Regions from separate parts of the Mus musculus genome. Here region 2 is linked to region 1. The links are chromatin contacts, called in public HiChIP or PLAC-seq maps. All regions are on one chromosome and are shown on one strand. Each heading gives the region's core, a stretch centred on a gene start, on an enhancer-like site or on the middle of the called end of the contact. The rest is flanking DNA. Distances are from core to core; before and after follow the strand shown. Region 1 overlaps Fam178b (family with sequence similarity 178, member B). Region 2 overlaps Inpp4a (inositol polyphosphate-4-phosphatase, type I).

Region 1 (3,127 bases), core at 576-3,075:
CCTTTCCTGTCCCTTGGCTTGTGGCTGTGACATGTTCAATCCATGTGTCCTCAGCTATGTATGTCCATCCTGTGAGCCATGACCACAACTTCTCTGCCTGCCTGTCCCCAAGTCCTCTTCAACCGTACCTCACTCTTCCCTCCCGGGAATTCCTACTATTGTCTTCTAAGCTATAAGGAACTTAGAACAGGAGAGTCTCCCACAATACAACAATATCCACCAATACCAACAGCACTGTGGGTTTGAAACAAGGTCTCCTCTGTATTCCAAGCTGGCCTAATCTTTGTGACCCACCCAGGTCTGCCTCCCGACTGCTGGGATTAGGAAGTTCATACCACCAGGCCTACCATCGCTTTTAACTTATTATTATTATATCCTGGGGATTGAACTCAGTTCATCAAGCTTGGCGGCAAATGCCTCTAGAGTGACAGCCATTTCACTAGCACATTTTATTTTTATTTATAGATAGGGACCTGCCTGCCATGGTTCCTGGCTGGCCTGGTACTTCCTACGTACACTAGGCTGGCCTCAAATGTCCAGCCATCTTTCCACCTCAGCCTTCTGAGTGCCAGGGATGTGTGCCTGGCCCAGCTCTCTGTTTCATTTCCTAAAACACTGTACTATTTTCTTGTCTAACAAAATGACCAATAATTCACTCTCATCCATCATCTATATTCTCAGTCTTGGAAACACCCTCTCAGTTGGTCTGTTTAGATGGAGACTCCCCATAATGTCTACATGGGGATATGGTCATGTGTGAATCTATCAAGCACCCCACCTCCTGCTTAGCTTTGAAGACACAGCCCAACCCCTTCTAGTGAACCAGCAGCTAGCCCCTCCCTCTAGTCACCCCAAACATGGGTTTGGGAAGTCTAGACAGGGTCCCAACAAGGGCTGCCCAGATGCTGGGCCACGGCTGGGTAGAGGCAGGCAGGCCCCAGTCCTCATCCCTCTAAGGCATCCATGTGCAACCCATGGACTGGGGGAGGGGGAGGATGCGGATGAAGGAGCAACAACAGGGTAGCAAGAGGACAGACTGCTTAGATCCAGCAGGTGCAGTGTGGCTACAGGCCAGAGAGCTGAGCCCCCAGCCCAACTCCTGGCTTGCCCAGCCGGGTGGGGTGGCACAGCGCACCTGGCTTCCTCCTGTGACTCACCGCCAGCACCTGCTCTGCACTGCAGCTGCCCTCCAACCTTGGAAGCCCCGGAGAACAGCTGGGCAGGGAGGAGGCAGGTGAGGGGCTAGGAGTCAGGCTGGCTTTGGCTCCTGGAAGGAGGCCAGGCCTTCTCTGCAAAGCAGAAAGGAGGCAGCAAAAAAAGAGGGGAAGGTCTAGGCAGATATAGCTTCCATCTGAAGCTGCACTGGAAGCAGCATTGCCTTGCGCCCGCCTTCTAAGTCTGGGGATAATTTTCAAAACAGCCCTGGTCTTTAGCACGCTGGAGGCTCACAGCTGTGCAAGCACAGAGCTGCCCCGCCCTGCTTCCAAATCCACACCCCCAGAGTGACTGAAGGCCTGCTTTATCAGAGCTAGGACCCTCCCTGCTCTAGGCAGTTGGGGGCAGGGCTGGCACGGAGAGCAGGCCGAGCACTTGCTCAGGGTTGTGTTTTTCTTCTCGCTCCAGGAAAGCAGCTTGGTGGTGCTTCGGTGCACTCTTGCAATCTGGTCTCAGATTCGCTTTTGTTTCCCGAATCGCTCCGCCCCCACGTACCACCCTCTCTCAGGGATTAGGGATTTTCTGGTCCCTAAAAGTCCTGTAGAGGGAGGGTCAGGACCAGACCAACCTTGTCTCCACCCCACCCCCACCGCCACTGTAGAGTGCCGACTCAGCAAACGCTCAGCCCATTAGGGCAGACACCTCAGGCAGGGGAAGCCGTGAACATCTCCCAGGACAGGCCTCCACTGGCCTTCCTCCTGGCAGGAAGAGGCAGAAGAGATCCTGGCAAAGCAATTGTCTACAACAGCATGTGGCTCTTGCTCTCAAATCCTGGCAGTAGCTCCAATTTGCACAGGAGAGGTGGCTGTGAGGCACTAGGAGGTCCAAAGTGACCTGCTGTTACTCTCTGGAGCCTGAGCCCTTATCTGGCTTCAGTGCAGATACTGACAGTGCAGGACTGCCCCCTCCTTGGTCCTAGTCCACTGTCACATCTAACCCACAGCCTACACCACCTGCGCTTATGCCCCTGCTGTCCCCTGTCCTGCAGTTTTGTTGTTGTTGTTGTTTTTTTTTTTTTTCTATAGCACCACTTACTCTCCACCAGGCATAGAATTCATGTGCTTAGTGTCTTATCAGGCCCTCCCTGGCTATGAGGTCAGGACTGTCAGCATTGGCTTCTCCTGCAGTGTCCACGGGGCCAAGCACCATGCCTGGCACATGGCCGATGCTTATTAAGTATTCATTAGACAAGTGAATGGCTAAATAGCAGGTTAGGACATTAATTAACCGTTTCCTAGGAGATTCAAACTTTTGTATCCCATTCAAAGCCCTTGTTTTCCAAATTTCAAGACATGGTTTGGGGCTGGATGTGGTGGCACGTGCCTCTAATTCCAGCACTTGGAAGACAGAAGGAGGGCGGGCAGACCTTTGAGTTTGAGGTCTACACAGCAAGTTCCAGGACAGCTAGGATTACATAGAGAAACTCTATCTCAAAATTAAAACAAAACAAAACAAAACATTTGACCAAAGTAGTTTGTTGCCAGCCATGGTGGCACGCACTTATGAAGCAGATGCAGGAGGATCTCAAATTCAAGAGCAAATGGCTTCATAGCAAGTCTCCAAACACGACAGCTCAGAGGGTAGAGGTGCTTGCTGCCAAGCCTGAGTAACTTGAGTTCGATCCCTGCATGCAGCACGTGGAAGGAGACCAGCGTGGCCTCCTGCATGCTGTCCTCTGACCTCCATGCACACACAATACTTATTTTAACAAATGGTTTGCCTTGTTTCTGTGTTGCAAGAGGCTGGTATAAGAAACAAACTCCTGGTTTCCTCCCAAACCTGTTCCACCTGCACTGTGCCCGGCTGGGCTGGGGAGAACCTGTCTCTAGTCTGGGGGACTCCCACCTACCTCCCCTAGCCCTGCTGGCTGCCCTTAGGAAGTGCCTTGGCATCTGGGCACTACTCTGCTGCT
Region 2 (3,168 bases), core at 553-3,052, 780 kb after region 1:
ATGGTGTATACATATATAAATGTGCCTTTCTGTATCCTGTGTTGTGCCCCAAATTGTATCCCATGTTCCAGCTGGCTCACTGGCTAGTCACATGTGCTGTTTGGATAGTGACTTCAGCTGTCCAGAGTAGCTACACCATTCCTTCTCCAGTCCAGCAGAGCTGTTCCAGTTGTCCTGCACCCTTGCCAGCTCTCGGAGCTCTCTCTTTATCACTGAGGCTGTTTAAGTGGTGGTTTTAGGCCTCATAGCTTCAGTTCATATTGTGCATGACTTTTGGGTATTTTAGAATGATTTTCGTGTCTCATGATGTTCCAGAACGTACTGTAACTGGACACTTAGATCAATTCTAGTCTTCATTATTTACAATAAGCATTTTTGTTGCATGAGTCTTTTCCATGTTTGGAATGCTCGGCAAGAATATTTTTGTTTATAAAATGTAATATAAATTGTATTCTGAAATTGTTGTATCACTCTGGAATGTTATCCATAGTATAGAGGGCCCAGGTCTTCCAGTAGCATATAATTTGGAAGGACAGATGGGTAGGTGGAACAGGTAGAGTTAGTGTTACTTTGCTTGAGTTTGATGGGTTTATAAAATACCATAAATATACTCCTGTTTCATGACTTCCTTCCCTTGATGCTTGCATCACCCATGAGTTTGGTCCACTGCTACTGCACCCATCTATCACTGTGGGATTTCAGGAGTTGTCCTAGTTTTGTGTCTGTCACCATAACACACACACTGAAAAGAAGCACCTTAGAGAAGAAAGGGTTTTGTTGGCTTCCAGTATAAAAGTCATCACAATGTAGGTTGGAGTGGGGATGGTCAAAGCAGGAGCTCAGGCAGTCTGCTGACTGCATCACACCAACAGGCAAGAGCAGAGAGAAACGTGTGCGTCCATGCTCAGTGACTGCTTTCTCAGGCAGCTGTCTTCATATGTAAGCAGCTCAGGGCCAGCCAGTGGGAGGTGGGAGAGATGGCACTACCCACAGTGGGCTGGGTCAGTTAGCCGGCAGGACCATCTGCCACAGACTTGTCCATAGACCAACATGAGCTAGACAAAGACCAGCCATTGAGGTAGTCTTGGTGCTTTCTAAGTTTCAGCATTTAACTTGCAAATTCTTTGGATTACAGTAGTGAGTGACTTCTCCCTTTTAGCAATTTCCAAAGTGGCTCTCCAACCAGTCCATAGCCCTGGTGGCTGAGGCTCATAGGTCAGAGATCTTTGGTTTACCCCAGTAGGAAGGTTAGGAGCACAGCCTGTAGAAGGACATGAGTCAGGGTCTGAGTGCATTGCCTTACTGTGCTCTCCTGCTCATTCTCACCAGGTTTGTGAGCTGGGCCCTGAGACCTGCCTTAATGGCTCATGATTCCCTGGCCTGAGTCTAAGTTCCATTTTGCAGGGAGGAACCTGCTCACCATGTAGTGATGGCAAGTGGGAGCCCAGTGGAGCATATGGAGCCCTCTCCCCTAATGGTTTTTGGCTCTCAGTGTGCTTCTGTGAGACAGTGCAGCTAGCCTTTTAGACAGCAGAGAGCAGAGCCTCAGAGCTGCACTGCAGCCCCTCCTGGGGTCTGTTCCGTGTGAGTGGCAAGCCAGGACCCAGCTCTCCTCATTTCCTCCAAACCACATTCCCTCTTGTATCTTGCGGGCAGGCCCGTGCTCCCTGAAAGATAACCCTTGGTGTGGACGGGAATGTGCATTTTCCTCTCTCGTTCCTTTGAGCTTCTGAGAAGCTAGAGGGAAGTCCCTGCTCTGGGGAACTTGATATTTTGTGAGCTCATCAAGTTGTGCTTTTCTGTTTCTAGATGATGGATCTGGATGTCCTTCTGTGACGCAATGCCACGTGGTCCAAAAGCAAGCATGTATGGTAAGTCACTTGTCAGACTGACTTGAGCAGTAGCCTGGCTCTTCACATAGTCTCTGTCCTTCCAGCAGAGGTTATGCTGTGGGACTTGATAGAAGATTGAAGATTCTGTGAGACTTGCCAGTAGAAGAGTGCTAGAGAGCAGTAAGAAACTCATAAACACATTACTCTACAGCTACATTTAGGCAGTCTGTAATGCAGCCTGTTTTGGTAGAAGAGCATCCTCGGGTACACCATGCAGAGGGCAGGGAGGAGGAAGACAGGAGGAGGTGTCAGACATCCTAGCTCAATTCCACCCCGTCACAAGACACTGCTCTCAACATCTTGCCAGGGTCAGGTCCTGCTCTCTTCCCATAGGCACAGTCTCTCCATCATCACCTTGACTCTCATCAGTGTTTGCTCCCTTGTCTCAGGGCTACTGCCATCGTAGGAGTCCAGGGCCTGGAGACGGCTCTGCTTTGAGGAATCAGGTGAGGTGTGACCCAGGAACAAGAAGCATACCCTCACCAATGACATCATGACAGCAAGAGAGCACAGCCCTCGCCATGGTGCCAGGGCCCGTGCGATGCAGCGGGCTTCCACCATTGACGTGGCAGCCGACATGGTTGGCCTCTCTTTGGCAGGTGAGCCTCCCACGCCTACACTAGACATCTGGTCATGAACATGACACATGCAGGCTCTGTGCTGAAGCTATGTTGGAAGGGCCAGGGGAGGGCAACCAAGCCTTTAAAAGAGGGTGTCCGGGTGTGGACTCTTGGTTGAAGTAGGACTCGCAATAGCTAATGCTCCTGAAACTGGGAACTGGTCTGGTGAAACTGAAGAGCATGTGTTTTCTAGCTCCAGTGGGCACCCTGGGCTGCCTTCCATAGGCAGAATGAAAAGAGGTCTGAGGCTTTTTTGGTTTTGTTTTGTTTTGTTTTGTTTTTGTTTTTGTTTTTCAGAATCTCTAAACTGTTTCAAAGTTTATAAACCATCTACTATAATATTTTTGGGTGGCCTATAGGAACTAGGATTTCTTGTTTCTATTTTTGTACAAAACAAATACAACCTAAATTCTGTGGAAGATTTATTTTGGGTGACTTTTCCTGTCATTTCTCTTCTACCAGGAAATATCCAAGATCCAGATGAGCCCATTTTAGAATTCAGCTTAGGTAAGTACTTCTCTCTTGATTGTTACTGCTAGTCTGTCTCTAAGAGCCTGCCGTCACCTCCACTGCTGCTTCTGAGGAGATGCAGTGTCTCAGAGGCTGCTTCTCATAACCGACTACTCCAGGGTGACTGAGCTGCCCGTGATGGAGAT

The links. HiChIP or PLAC-seq counts read pairs in DNA pulled down with a chosen protein or histone mark.
Region 2: a contact with region 1 is called in an H3K4me3 HiChIP or PLAC-seq map of bone marrow-derived macrophages, with 8 times the contacts expected there. The contact joins two enhancer-like sites. A contact is called at or near these places in 1 of 115 datasets of contacts at active chromatin or transcription factors (bone marrow-derived macrophages) and 1 of 9 other capture datasets (embryonic stem cells).

What each region holds. Positions count from the first base shown.
Region 1 is chr1:36,579,061-36,582,187 of GRCm38.p6, forward strand. The region is part of intron 12 of Fam178b (family with sequence similarity 178, member B); the gene reads right to left. Among named protein-coding and RNA genes, the nearest start is that of Sema4c, 22 kb to the left of the region's middle. Within about 2 kb of position 1,826, at least 205 of the 459 cell types and tissues checked have an H3K27ac peak or open chromatin away from gene starts, as enhancers often do. A contact at or near this core is called in bone marrow-derived macrophages, where this site is marked.
Region 2 is chr1:37,355,534-37,358,701 of GRCm38.p6, forward strand. Inpp4a (inositol polyphosphate-4-phosphatase, type I) reads left to right here. Exons shown (of 26, transcript NM_030266.4): 2 at 1,810-1,871; 3 at 2,282-2,491; 4 at 2,975-3,019. The coding sequence starts at 2,386. Among named protein-coding and RNA genes, the nearest start is that of 4930439A04Rik, 23 kb to the left of the region's middle. Within about 2 kb of position 1,803, at least 19 of the 459 cell types and tissues checked have an H3K27ac peak or open chromatin away from gene starts, as enhancers often do. A contact at or near this core is called in bone marrow-derived macrophages, where this site is marked.